Regions from separate parts of the Mus musculus genome. Here region 1 is linked to region 2. A link is a contact called in public HiChIP or PLAC-seq data. All regions are on one chromosome and are shown on one strand. Each heading gives the region's core, a stretch centred on a gene start, on an enhancer-like site or on the middle of the called end of the contact. The rest is flanking DNA. Distances are from core to core; before and after follow the strand shown. Region 1 holds the start of Dennd2a (DENN/MADD domain containing 2A). Region 2 has its middle 23 kb from the start of Gm25402.

Region 1 (7,367 bases), core at 2,241-4,740, 110 kb after region 2:
GCTGCTCTTCCAGAGGACTCAGGTTTGATTCCCGGCATCCACATGGCAGTTCACACTCATCTGTAACTCCAGTTTCAGGAGATCCAATCCTCTTCTCTGTCCTCTACGACTGCCAGGCTTACGCGTGGTACATGGACACACACGCAGGCAAACACCCATACACATGGAAGTTTCAAACAAATGAAAGGAAGAGAGAGAAAAGACATGTGATGGAGAGAGCAGAACCCACACTTCCTCAATGCCAATAACGTGAGATCTGTCATGAAGCTTACAGGGCTCAATAACAAGGCTGTGGCCACGGACTCTGCAGGCTGTCAGCCTCGGGCGGATGTCAGCGGGAAGGGTCACTAAGAAACCTGTGCACGCTGTGTAGGACTTCCCAGCTCATTCTTTCTGAAACTTCACCTTGTGCAAACAGCACCCCCATGGTTGGGACCTCTCTTGGGCAGAGGAGTTCAGATCTGCTGAATCCTGCCCTCCCCTTTAGATTCAGACCCAGAATTAAGGCCGGAGGGCAGAGGATCTGGGCCGCATCAATCAGGAAGGAAACCGAAATGCTGCTCTCAAGGCTACACCCCAGCTGACACTCCACCCTGACCAAATCCAGACTGTTCTCGTGTTTTCTCTCTCTCTCTCTCTCTCTCCCTCTCTCTCTCTCTGCCTTATCTGTGTTTATCATTTTGTTTACGTATGAGGACTTTATTTTTCCCCCTCTGTCGCTCTCTACTCTTTACATGAAGTTCCTCTGATGAACTCCCAGTTGAGTTCAATTCCAGGAAAAAATTTGTTCTGAAAGTTCATTTGTATGCTTTCTGTTGTCCCCAGTCCAAAGCTATGCAATCTAGTGCATTTTTTGTTTGTTCCTAAGCTGCCAGAAAACTGGAAGCCAAGTTCATTGTCCAAGTGCTGTAATCTGCTCCATTCACGCCATTCAAAATGTCGCCCCTCTTCTGCCCTCTCCTGCTGAACATCTCTGGCGTTGGTTTTAGTTTAAGTAACCTCATCCCGTGCCCACACCCATCACCCTTGCCTACTTTTCAACCTCCAGACCCCATCCATTTCTCTTGCCTTACCACTGCCATGCAACAGGGCTGCAAAGCCTGGGTCTCACTGGCCTCAAGGCCAGAGTGAGCTTTCTAAAACACAAAGCCGGTCCATCATTCCTACTCAGAGGAACTCCTCCTTCCACATTCCACCTTGCCCTGCCTTGCTGAGACAGACAACAGACAGACAGACAGACGCATGCACAATGGAGGCGGCAGGAAGAAAGGGAGAGGCTCTGACTCCATGCTGCAGACACACGGGTTCTCCCCCATGCCTGCCTCTCTGGCCTTTGGGTGACTTTGCTGTCTCCTCTGTCCCAGATAACCTTCCCTGCACTTTCATGGTGGAGTGACTCCCAGGGCATCCACAGGCATCCTCTCTGGATTCTCCTGGTTCTACAGCATACAGCATGAATAGCCAGGCCAGACTGGAATGGTAGCTTCTGGTACCAACATGTCCCCAGTCACCAGCACGCAGACCCATTTATATGAGTGAAGTAAGACCTGGCAGGTGCATCTTCCAGAATGAACATCCAGACACGAAGCTCTCTGCCAGTCCCTTATTACCATCCCTTACAGTCTCTGAGGAATGGCAAGTTGGCTCAGCCTGATGTCCTGAAAGTTCAATCCTGACCACCCACACGATGGGAGGGCAGAACTGACTCCTACAAATTGTCTTCTGATCTACATACATGACTAGTAGCACATACACAATAAATAAAAATGCAATAAAATTATTTTAATTTAAAAAATAGTCTCAGAGCTGGAGACATAGCTTAGTTGGTAGAGAACTTACTGAGCAAGCAGGAAGCCCCAGGTTTGACCCCAGACATCTCATAAAGGTTTGTGCCACACTCCCGTAATTCTAGTGTTTTGGAGGTAGACTCAGGGACTAGAGAGATGGCTCATCAGTTAAGAGCACGAGCTCGGGCTGCTCTTCCAGAGGACCTGGGTTCAATTCCTAGCACTCACATAGCAGCCCACAACTGTGTGTAACTAACTCCAGTCCTAGAGGATAGGCACTAGAGCGGCCGTGGGCACTGCATGAACATGGTGTACAGACATACATTCAGGGAAACTCATAAAGATATAGTACATTTAAAAAAATTAATTCAAAATCAAGTTCAAGGTCTGTCTAAGCTACCTGAGACCCTGCCTCAAACAAACAAGTCCCTGAACTGAGCCTGCCTGCCTACCAGTAATCCTGAATTTAGAGAGTTAAGACAAAAGGGAGGACTTTAAGTTTGAGGCCAGCCTGGGTCACATACTGAGACCCTGTCTCAAATAAATAAACTGTCTGTTTCTGTTTGCCTTCTGCTTCCTCTCTGAATCTCCAACTCTCTCCTCTGTGGTCCATTCCCTAAAGAGCCTATTCAACTCTTCAGGTGTTTGGTACTGAAGGAGAAAGGCTTTTCTATAGTAACCACAGCAGGTGCAAGTGTTTCATAACAAATTACTGTAAAGTGCCTATTATAACACTATTACCACACTCCACAATTACCTGTCTTTTGGGGAGCTATAGTCACAACCCTGAAAGCCATCAGAGCACCCGGCCAGAAGTCAGCCTGCTCCTTCCTCAGCAGGCTGGTTAAATTAGGGTCCCAGCTCTCTCCTTGTTCCAATCCAGGGCCAAAGGAAGGCACTCCTTAGCTTCCTGTGTCTGCCCCTCACTACAGGATTCCGGGCGCTGAGCTCCCTCTGGCTCAGTGGTCTGACTCCATATCACAGTGACTCTCCTGCACAGGACTATATCCTGTGTGGTTAAGAGACTTACCCTGGGCTCCATCTACTCCCAACTCCATCCTTGGGGAGGAAAGTGGGAGAAGTAAACTTCAACGTACCCCACTTTCCACCACGACAAATCCCGACTAGAGCCGCCTGGACTCCCCCACCCCAGCGTACACACTCGGTCTCACACGCGCGTACTCACTCACAGCCGCCCGGGAGCTCCGGCACAGCGCAGGGCCGGGCTCTGCCCAGTTTCTGCAAGTTTCTTCGGCCCTGAAGTTAGCCCGACCCGGGAAAGAGCTGTGGATCGCTTCCTGCGCGGGTCCCCAGGGCCCCGCTGAAGCGTCCCCAGCGCCGCCTGCGAGGAGCCCCGGCTTGCGCCTGCAGTCTCCTCGTCGCCCCCGCGCGTACCCTCCCGGGTCTCCCCCGAGGTCGCCCGCACTCCGGCGCCCAGCCCTACCTCTCTACGGGCGTCGGCTCCGCGGGTTCTGGGGCGCAACTCGCGGTCGCCCGGGGCAGGGGCGGCGGGGGCCTGGGGCGCCATGGCCCGCTGCCCTCCGCGCCTTTGTCCGCGCGGCCTCCCCCGGCCGCCGCGAGCCCCTCGGGTCCCCGCCGCGCGCGCTCCCGTCCGGTCCCCGCCGCCTCCGGCCTCGGAGGCGTGCTGCGTCTCCTCTGGCCTCCCGCGCGCGCGGCCCCTTCCTCTGCCCTGGGCTGCGCCGCGACCGTCTGCAGTGACGCGCGCCCCCTCCTCCCGACCCATCCCGCGGCTCCAGTGAGCTAATCCGCAGCTGGCGGGCGCCCGGCCGGTTGCCACAGCAACCACTCTCCCAGGGCCCGCCGCCGAGGGGAGCCACGGTAAACAGGACCTTCTGCCGCACTCACTCGCCCCCTCGCCTTTCGAGGGGTGGGGGAGACGGTGGCTTAACCTTTTCTGTGCTGAAGATCGCCGAACCGGTTCTCTGCTACCCCGACTGAGGTCCATTCTTGAGATGCGCTTAGCCAGGGGCCGAGAACCAGATTTAGACAGCACCAAAGCCGTAGCCACACTCCCTGCCCTTGCTTTGTTTCTGAGCAGTTAGGGTGGACGCCTCAGGCAGAATTGGGCTCCACATTTGCCCCCAAGCAACTGACAGTCATGAGATAGGCCTTCGAGGCCCAGTTTGCCCATAAGCAACAACTCACAGTCATGAGACAAGCTATTTGGACCCAAGGGTCCATATTTGCCCCTAAGCAACTCAGGAGCCTGGGCCATAAGGATCCAGGGGCCCACCTCCCTACAGAAGGGTACAGAATGGGTCCCAAGCCCTGGTCAGGAAAAGTGATCAGAGAACTGGCTTTCTACAGCACACCGGTCCCACGGTCCCACGGTTCCACGGTCCCACGGTCCCACGTACACAGGGTGCAGTCAAAGCACTCACACAGGAGGTTTTTAAGACAGTAGGATTGCCAAATTGGGGGGCTGGTGAGATGGCTCAGTGGGTAAGAGCACCCGACTGCTCTTCCAAAGGTCCAGAGTTCAAATCCCAGCAACCACATGGTGGCTCACAACCATCCGTAATGAGATCTGACTCCCTCTTCTGGAGTGTCTGAAGACAGCTACAGTGTACTTACATATAATAAATAAATAAATCTTAAAAAAAAAAAAAAAAAAAGGATTGCCAAATTGGAGTCCACTTGAAAATGCTGTGGGGGCCTTAAGGGAGCCAACACAGGCTGGGGCATTCTCTGGGGCTTTGGTGACCAGCGATAGTGAATCAGTTATAGAAGGTGGAGAAACAGGGCAAGAAAAGACAGCCTGAAAAGAGGGAAGAGTGTGACTGGTGTTGTGGGGGTGTCACATTATGGTATTTGGGGGACCCTTAAGTGGGAGGGAATAAGGATCGATGGGTAGGCCTGGAGGGATTCAAGTGGCCTGGGCAGAATTTGAATATTATGCTAAAGGCAAAGGGGTCCAAGCAGAGAAACACCAGATGCTAAGTGCTCAGGCCTGACAGTGACAATTTATCTGCCCTGAGGGTAGGTGCCAGCCAGTCTCCTTCCTGGCTATTAGAGACCTTCAAGAGTAGCCTAATGGCCTAAAGCTTAGGTTGGGGTGGCCAGTTGGGGGTGGGATAGGTACAGACCCAGAGTCTTACAACTTCACAAAGTGGGTCCTCAGAAGAAAACTAGAGCTTCATATAAAGAGGAAACCAGGCGAGGCATGTCTGTAACCCAACACTCAGGAGACTGAGGCAGGAGATCTCTAGTCTGTGTGCAGGGGGTGAGGTATGGTAATGAGAGTGGACTTCAGACACCAGGGAACTGGGACTTAAAGTTCCAGGCGAAACAAAGTTGCATGTCCTTCATAGTTGAGGGGTTTGCTCATTGCAGGAGATCGTTGAGGCCTTCCTAAATTCTTCATGCCACACCCGTTTCAATGAAGCACTGTAGACTCTCAGAACAGACATTTGCCAAGTGTAAGCTTTTTTTTTTTTAAAGTGTTAGCATTCAAAGTATTGCTTTGTTTGCATCTTTCTAAGTTCTCCCTTTCTAAATAAAGATCAAAGGCTTGGCTTCTTGGGGGTTAATTAGTCCCAGGGCCACAGGGTACCCCACAGCATCAAACTGGCAAAGTTCAATGGGAACTGGGCCAAGAGCCCAGCTGGCTGCCTCCCCCAGCCCAAAGCACATAAGAGCCTAGGAGCCTTTGAGTGTCTGGCTTTCAGATAGCCAGTCGCATCTTAGGTGGACATGACAAAGCACGGGCTGAGGACTCAGTCCTTTGACAATTCCCAGGCCACAGTTTTATCACATGGAATACTGCACTCTAGCTCTCCTTAGGAAACCACATCTCTGCCTGACCTGTGGGTCAGAGTTTGATGAATGTTACTGGGCCCTTTCCATCCCAGTCTCCTCACTTTCATTGCTCTGTCATCCTATGGCTCTGTCACCATGACCCAGAGCCACTCATTGTCCTCTCCCCATATTCTCTGTGTGGCCTGTGCTGGCTTGTGTGCAGTTTTTTTTTTTTCAGCTGTTGGTACTTTTGGTCCCACCCAAACCCTGGTGAGTCTCACCAGACGCTACCATGCCTCCCCCCTGCCCCCACAGGTGCTCTGTGTTGGGGATACTCCAAAGCACACATCCCTTTCTCTCCCTGTCTGTCCTCAAACTTTCTCCAGTTTGGAAAATGAGAGCTAAGGTAGGCATAAAGTCAGCTTTCTGTGTCTACAGGAATGTGGCTTCACCATCTCCCCAGATACCAAATATGTTTGGATGTTCAAGTTCATTGTAAAAAAAAAAAAAGTTCTGCATTTGTATATATCCTACATGAATTCTTCCACACTCTTAAATTCATCTCTAGATTATTATTAATTACTTCTCTCTACTCCAATAATAAATAATTTATAGTTATAAATTTATTTATTTATCTTTTTATAAAGAATTTATTTATTATATGTAAATACATTGTAGCTGTCTTTAGATACCAGAAGAGGGCGTCATATGTTACTACGGATGGTTGTGAGCCACCATGTGGTTGCTGGGATTTGAACTCAGGACCTCCTGAAGAGCAGTTAGTGCTCTTACCTGCTGAGCCATCTCACCAGCCCCATCTATTTATTTTTTTGTAAATTTTTTGAAACTGTGTCTCATATCTTTGGTCCCCAGTTTTCTATGTAGCTAAGAAGGACTTTGAACTCCTGACCCCTCACCTCCCCCTCCCAGGTACTAGAACTGCAGATGTGTGCCACTGTGCCTGACTTTAGACTCTAATGTTTAGGAGATAATAACAAGAGGAAAAAAAAAAAGACTATACATGCCTTACATGGTGGTATCCATCTCTAATCTCAGCACTAGGTAGACTGAGGCAGGAAGATCATGAGTTTAGTGCCAGCCTGAGCTACATAAATCTCCCAGGAACCCCTACCACACATTTTCAGCTGTATGTATATCTCAGGATATTTTCCACCAACCACTGGCTGAGTCCAAGATTTTAGAGCACACAGACACAGAATCCACAGGTGTGAAGTGCTGACTGTATGCTCTGGTTCAAGAAGGGAAAGGTAAGGATGAGACAAGGGGACAGAGATGACTTCTTATAAGCTTTTAATTCTGCTTTCTCTAAACATCACAGCATTGGACCTCTTCAGAGCAGCTGTTGTTTCCTTTCCTCCTCTTCCTTCTGTGTCCTATTGAAGAACATAGACTTTGGGTTAGACAGTCACATCTAGCTCTAGAACAAGTTGCTTGACCTTTGAGACTCATATTTTATATTTTCTTCTTCTTCTTCTTCTTCTTCTTCTTCTTCTTCTTCTTCTTCTTCTTCTTCTTCTTCTTCTTCTTCTTCTTCTTCTTCTTCTCCTTCTTCTTCTCCTGTTTTTGTGTTTTATTTTTTTTCAAGACAGGGTTTCTCTGTGTAGCCCTGGCTGTCCTGAAACTCACTCTGTAGACCAAGCTGAGCTCGAACTCAGAAATCCGCCTGCCTCTGACTCCCAAGTGCTGGGACTAAAGGCATGCGCCACCACTGCCTGGCAGAGAGACTAGTTTTCATGGATAAAATGGAAATGGAAACAGTTGTAACCATCTCGATGTGTTGGTGAAGATGATGTCAGATAA
Region 2 (6,700 bases), core at 3,318-5,817:
AATAGAAATTGCTCCAGGAATCTTAGCTGGAAGAAGGAAAAGGCTGAAGCCATCCATCCAATCAGAAGGTGCTCACTCATTGGGCTGGGTGTGGTGGCACATGCCTTTAATCCCAGCAGTCAGGAGGCAGAGGCAGGCGAATTTCTGAGTTTGAGGCCAGCCTGGTCTATAGAGTGAGTTCCGGGATGGCTAGCCAGGGCTATACAGAGAAACCCTGTCTCAAAAAAAAAAAAAAAAAAAAAAAAGAAAAAGAAAAAAGAAAAAAAAAAAGAGAAGGTGCTCATTGGTCCAGGGAGATTTCACAGAGTTTCACAGTGCTGTCAGGTCATTTTCAGAAAGATAAACTGAGCCAAAATCTGTGGGAGCATGCCTAGAACAGACTGTTTCACTATGCATACCTCTTGCTCTTTACTTAAACCTTAGCCCAGCTGTCCTGGGTGGTAGCATTTTGTCTAAACTCTTCCCCACAGTTACCTGGCAATAGCCAGGTAGCCCTGACCTACTATAAAAGGGGCTCTTGCCCCTTCCTCCTCCTGTTCTCTTGCTCTCTTGCTTCTGACTTGCCCTCTTGGGAGAGGAGCTAGTCACTGGAATGTCTCTGTTATTCTTTCCCAGTGTGGCCTTTTACGGATTAGGGGGATACGCATGGCAACTCTTTTTTTTTTTTTTTTTTTTTTGGTTTTTTTCGAGACAGGGTTTCTCTGTGTAGCCCTGGCTGTCCTGGCACTCACTTTGTAGACCAGGCTGGCCTGGAACTCAGAAATCCACCTGCCTCTGCCTCCCAAGTGCTGGGATTAAAGGCGTGCGCCACCATGCCCGGCTCCCCTGGCAACTCTTGATTACTCTCCTGTGGGGCCATGTTGAAGACGTCTCTTTCTCTCCTCTCAATATTCAGTTTCTGTAGTCAAACAAAAGCTGAAAGGTAGCTGAAGCTAGAATGTCAGAAGCATGCCAGAAGCTAGCATGACTGCCGGAGCCCAGCCTCTGACCCTAACTGCAGGCACAAAAGTATGTATATGAGCACACTGGCACTGGTGAGAGGGTTAGAGGGTTAAACACCCCTGCCATGAAGCCTGATGGTCTAATTTCAATCTCCAAAGCCCACATGGCACTATGAGGGAGAATCTCCTGAGTTATTTGTCATAAAAACACAAGACAAGCTATATCATCCATTGCAGGGTTCTCTAGGAAACCTACATTGCACTGACACTTTCAGATCTCTAATCCAGAGGCTTTGAGTGCAGTCACATGGTTGTCTCTGTGACTCCAAAAGACAAAAGAGCTCAAAACATGAGCAGCATACCTTGCAAATTAAGGAGCCCATTTACTTTGCAAAAAAAAAAAAAAAAGAAAAGAAAAGAAAAAGTGGGCTGGTGAGATGGCTCAGCAAGAGCACTGACTGATCTTCCAAAGGTCCTGAGTTCAAATCTCAGCAACCACATGGTGGCTCACAACCATCCATAAGGAGATCTGATGTTTTTAAAAAAGATTTATTTGTTTGTTTATTTATTTATTTATTATATGTAAGTACACTGTAGCTGTCTTCAGACCCACCAGAAGAGGGCATCGGATCCCATTACAGATGGTTGTGAGCCACCATGTGGTGCTGGGATTTAAACTCAGGACCTCTGGAAGAGCAGTCAGTGCTCTTACCCACTGAGCCATCTCTCCAGCCCTGTAAATAGAGTCTTTGTTTAAGACACAGAGTCATGGATTAGATTACCTGTAGGATACCCAGCCCAGCCTAAAGCCGGGCATGGTTGTATATACCCATAATTCTAGCTCTGGGCTCAGTGTGTAACTAGCCTGACAAAAATGAAGATAGTTAGGGCTGCAGAGATGACTTAGCAGTTTAGAGACCCTGAGTTCAATTCCCAACAACCACATGGTGGTTCACAACCATTTGTAATGGGATCTGATTCCCTTTTCTGGTCATGACTGAAGACAGCTACAGTGTACTTATATTCTAAACTAAATTTTAAAAAATGGAAAATAAAGTATATAAGTCTGTATGGAGAGTATAAATCTGAACAGGCAGAAACTAAAAAAACTAAACAAAACAAAACAAAAAAAGATATTCTAAAGTGACTCGTGTGCCTCCTATCAGACTACTGAAACAATGAAGCTCAACTCCACTAGGCAGGGGTGGCACACACCTTTAATCCCAGTATCTGGGGAGGCAGAGGCAGGTGATCTCTGACTTCAAGGCCAGCCTAGTATACAGATCTGAGTTCTTGGACAGGACAAGCATAGCTACACAAATAAACCCTGTCTCAACAACCAGGGCGGTGGGGTTGTGGGGGACTGAGAGGGGGCTGGCATGGTGGTGGTGGGAATCAGGTATGGGGGTGGGGTGGGGGGAGGAGAGACTGGGCCTCAAAGGACTGGGAGAATATCCTCAGGAATAGTACTGTGGAAGAAGGAAAAAGCACCAGCCAGGAGAGAGCAGTCCTCTTCAGGGAGAGATTTACAACCCTGGAGACTGTAAGACCAGCCTGCTGCCATTTTACGCTTGAAAGCAATCATACAATAAAGACAAACTGGACTCACTCCTGGACTGTGCTGTGCCCCACCTGTATATATATACATATATGAGAACATCAGGTAGGCGGGTCACAGCAAAGCATGGGGACCTCTGCAATAGTCCATACATAGTGCTGTCTGATGACCTTCTTAGCTTTTGTATTGGTAGAAAGCTAATGGTCTGTTTATAAACTCAGAAGAGATTTATCTCATAACCATGGGATGGAGATAGGCAAATACAGAGGGGATTATTAATGGCTATTAAGAAGCTAAAGATGGGCTGGAGAGATGGCTCAGCTGGTAGGAGCACTGACTGCTCTTCTGAAGGTCCTGAGTTCAAATCCTAGCAACCACATGGTGGCTCACAACCATCCATAATGAGATCTGAGGCCCTCTTATGGGGTGTCTGAAGAGAGCTACAATGTACTTACATATAATAAATAACTAGATTTAAAAAAAAAAAAGAAGAAGAAGCTAAAGATAGGGGGCTGCAGAGGTTACTCAGTGGTCAAGAGCAATGGCTGTTTTCCTAGAGGTCCTGAGTTCAATTCCCAACAACATTGGGGCTCACAACCATCTGTAATGGGATCTGATGCTCTCTTCTGGTGTGCACTCATATACACAAAATAAATAAATAAATCTTTTAAAAAATAAGCTAAAGATAGTCCACAATAATTTGGTTCCAGATTTCTAACATTCCAGTTCACCACAAACCATGGGTGTTCTAGGCAATGAGCCTCCGAGACTCTTTAACACAGGGGCAGCTCCCTGCTTTCTTCCCAAGCTTGGAACTTTATCCCTGGCTGAACTCAGATAGTGGTGCTTGTTTTCAGCAAGGGATGCAGGGCATCCTTGCCACATCCTAAAAGAAGTTTGGGACCAGGTATGTTGGTGCATGCTTTTAATTTTTTTGTTTTGTTTTTTGAGACAGGGTTTCTCTGTGTAGCCCTGGCTGTCCTGGAACTCACTTTGTAGACCAGGCTGGCCTCGAACTCAGAAATCCACCTGCCTCTGCCTCCCAAGTGCTGGGATTAATTTTTAATTATAACAATTATAGCACTAGGAGGCACTGGTAGGTCAAATTTAAGGACAGCCTGATCTACATAGTGAGTTCTAGGCCAGCCAAGGACTATACAGTGGTAGTCTGTCATTTAAAAAAAAAAAAAAAAAAAAAAAAGAAAAAAGAAAGTAGAAAGCAGTGATCTGGGATTTATTCCTTTTCAATGTGATCACCGAAAATTGTGAAATGCAGCCAGGTGTGATGGCACATGCCTTTAATCCCAGTACTCAGGGAGGCAAAGATAGGTCTCTGAGCTTAAAGCCAGCCTGGGCTACAAAATCGAGTCTCAGGACAGCCAGGGCTACACAGAGAAACCCTGTACTTTAAAACCGAACCAAACCAAACCAACCAACCAACCAAAGTGAAATCATTGAAACCTTCCAAGTTCAAATTTAGCGTCTTAGAATGAGATCTAAGTTTAGATTAAGGGCTAAATAAGTGTTAGCATTCCTTTTAGGCTCTACTCCACCATACCGCACCTGTACCAAACACAGCTCCAGTCAAGTCTCCTTCCATAAGGTAGTTTGACTTTTTTTTTTTTTTTCATTGCAGCTTTGAGCAATCTCCCCTCCTGCTGGTTCCTCGCTTCGCCTGAGCTCCGTGGGAGGAATTCCAATCTCTTTGCGGTCCATTATTCCAATTGATTTCAATTCTATTGATAGTCAGATTGAGAGACTCAGGTGCCTCTTTTGAATATCTTCTTTTGTTGGGGCCGCACACCCTGAGAGGTGGTGGAAGTCTGAGTTAGACTTTAGCCTGATCTACATAGCAAGTTCCGGGACATGCAAGGACTACACAAAAAACAAAACAAAACAAAAACAAACTAAAAAGGCTTTTAACCTGAAGCCTCCACCCAGTTCCGGAGAGTAGAACAAAAAAAAAAAAAAAAAAAAAAAAAAAAGGGAGCTCCTTAATCCTCTTGAAAACAAAGGGAGCTGCGAATGATCAACTGTGCCTGGGTCACCCATAGAGACCAAGATCCGCCAGATAGTCGAGCTCTGCCGCTAACCAGACACAGCCGCGCAGAAGGGGCTTTGAGCAGAGGAACTGGGCAGTGCACGGACAGATCACAGGCGATTTCCTGGTTGAGCCAGGGAATAAGAATAGAGGGTCGGACCCTCTGTTGGCTGAGCCTGTGGAGTCACGGAGAATTATGCAAGCTTTTCGAGAGGTCCTGGGTTCAATTCTTAGCAACCACTGGGTGGCTCACAACCCTCTATAATGGGATCTGGTGCCCTCTTCTGGGGTGCGGGCATATATGTATGGGAGCACTGTGTACTATATATATTATATGAACAGGAAAAAAAAACCCATAGAACAAGTATCATGGCTCTCTCTTTTTTCTTTTCTTTTTTTTTTTTTACTTTTTCGAGACAGGGTTTCTCTGTGTAGCCCTGGCTGTCCTGGAACTCACTTTGTAGAACAGGCTAGCCTCGAACTCAGCCACGCCCGGCTCTCCCTTTTCTCTTTCTCTCTCTCTCTCTCTCTCTCTCTCTCTCTCTCTCTATATATATATATATATATATATATATATATATATACATATATATATATATATATATATATATTTTTTTTTTTTTTTTTTTTTAAGAGACAGGATCTCACTACAGCAGCCTTTAGTTAGCTGGTCTGGAACTCTCTGTAGGGACCCATCAGGCCTTGCCCTTGCCAGGGTTAGGATCAAAGGAATGTGACACCATCCCCCACCTCTGTAATTCTTAATAAAGCTTGCTCTGCACACTCCAACAAGAGCCTGTGACAAAGAAACTCAGCTATTCTCTCAGGTTGAGCTTCAGTGACCCAAAGTCCCTAGATCAGACACAACTGTTTGGAGAAGAGTCCCATCATCCTATTAAAAAAAAAAAGACCCATGTCACTGGTCACTGGAATTATTAACATGCATCATCACGCCTGGGCCTGGTCTCCGCAGTGCTGGAGATCAAACCCAGGCCTTCACGCATGCTCTGCAAGCCCATTATCAACTTAGCACAAACAAGTCACTTCATTTCAATATTTTACGAAATATTTAATAGTCCCCAAAATACTATTTTAATAGGTCTTAAATTTTTATTTATTTTTATGTGAATGCATGTTTATTTATTTATTTATTTTTATGTGTATGTGTGTTTTTTGCCTGCATGTATTGTCTGTGCACCATATGCTTCCAAGGTAGCAGCAGAGGCGAGAAGAGGACATCTGATCCCCTGGGACAGGAATTACAGACTGTTGTTACCTGTCACTTGGGTCCAGGGAACTGAATCCAAATCATCTCCCAGATCCTTTGTAAGAGTAGCCAGCACTAAACTGCTGAGTCATCTTTCTAGTCCTGCAACCCATTTCTAAAAAAAAAAAAAAAAAAAGAAAAAAGAACAATTTTATAAAAAAGAGGAAATATGGAAATGTTCTCCCTACCAGGCACCAGGCACATTTCTCCTCTTGCTGAACTAAGTTGTTGTGTAACTTTTTCTGATGTGACAAACATCTATTATCTCAGGTATCACACTGTCAAGAGACCAAAGGAACCTTTCTATCCAAGTCTGGCTTAGTTTCCTGGGGTGAGTTTCAGCAGTGTGGGTGAGGGCTTCCTTATAGGGATGTGGGTGAATGGGAACACGGAGGAGAATGACTCAAAGTCAGCTGCATCACTGAAAAGCCTGCCCCATCATCCCAGTGCACTGGTGACTCACACACGCTGCCTCCTGAAGCTCCCTGCATGACTCGTAGGCAGCTCAGCTTGCTGGAGAAGCTCTCCTCCACTGGAGTTGTTACTGTAACAACTAGAGGAAATAACAAAACAACAGCAAGGATTGTAGCCCTTTCTTTCCCCTAGCAGGCTTTCTTAGGAACAGTTAATTTTGGGAAGATCATTGTTTTAGCTCTGTAGAGCACCGGACCATAGTAAGCAGAGTCCCAGACTATATTGGTTTGGCTTCATACCTGGAACAAGGAATTGAGATGTATATTTTACATATCAAAGCAGACCTGGCCTCCAGGTTCTCCCAGCATCCCTCAGTTCCTTCCTGGCATACCCTGTCCCCAACCCTGAACTTCCCAGGCCAGGGCATGGTCGTCTGCCATTTTCTCAGAGGTTCTTCCCTGTATAATCCAGACAGGCAG

The links. HiChIP or PLAC-seq counts read pairs in DNA pulled down with a chosen protein or histone mark.
Region 1: a contact with region 2 is called in an H3K27ac HiChIP or PLAC-seq map of embryonic stem cells, with 20 read pairs. The contact joins the promoter of Dennd2a here to the enhancer-like site in region 2. A contact is called at or near these places in 13 of 39 promoter capture datasets (the HPC-7 cell line, the SN4741 cell line, cranial neural crest and 7 more), 2 of 15 datasets of contacts at CTCF or cohesin (CD8 T cells and the NIH/3T3 cell line), 14 of 484 Hi-C or Micro-C datasets (Kupffer cells, bone marrow-derived macrophages, cerebral cortex and 8 more), 31 of 115 datasets of contacts at active chromatin or transcription factors (the NIH/3T3 cell line, VIP interneurons, bone marrow-derived macrophages and 16 more) and 5 of 9 other capture datasets (adipose tissue, bone marrow-derived macrophages, embryonic stem cells and 2 more).

Annotation. Positions count from the first base shown.
Region 1 is chr6:39,554,344-39,561,710 of GRCm38.p6, forward strand. Dennd2a (DENN/MADD domain containing 2A) reads right to left here and starts at 3,491. Exons shown (of 19, transcript NM_172477.4): 1 at 3,232-3,491.
Region 2 is chr6:39,441,739-39,448,438 of GRCm38.p6, forward strand. No RefSeq gene overlaps it. Among named protein-coding and RNA genes, the nearest start is that of Gm25402, 23 kb to the left of the region's middle. Within about 2 kb of position 4,568, at least 105 of the 459 cell types and tissues checked have an H3K27ac peak or open chromatin away from gene starts, as enhancers often do. A contact at or near this core is called in the NIH/3T3 cell line, bone marrow-derived macrophages, cerebral cortex and 7 more, where this site is marked.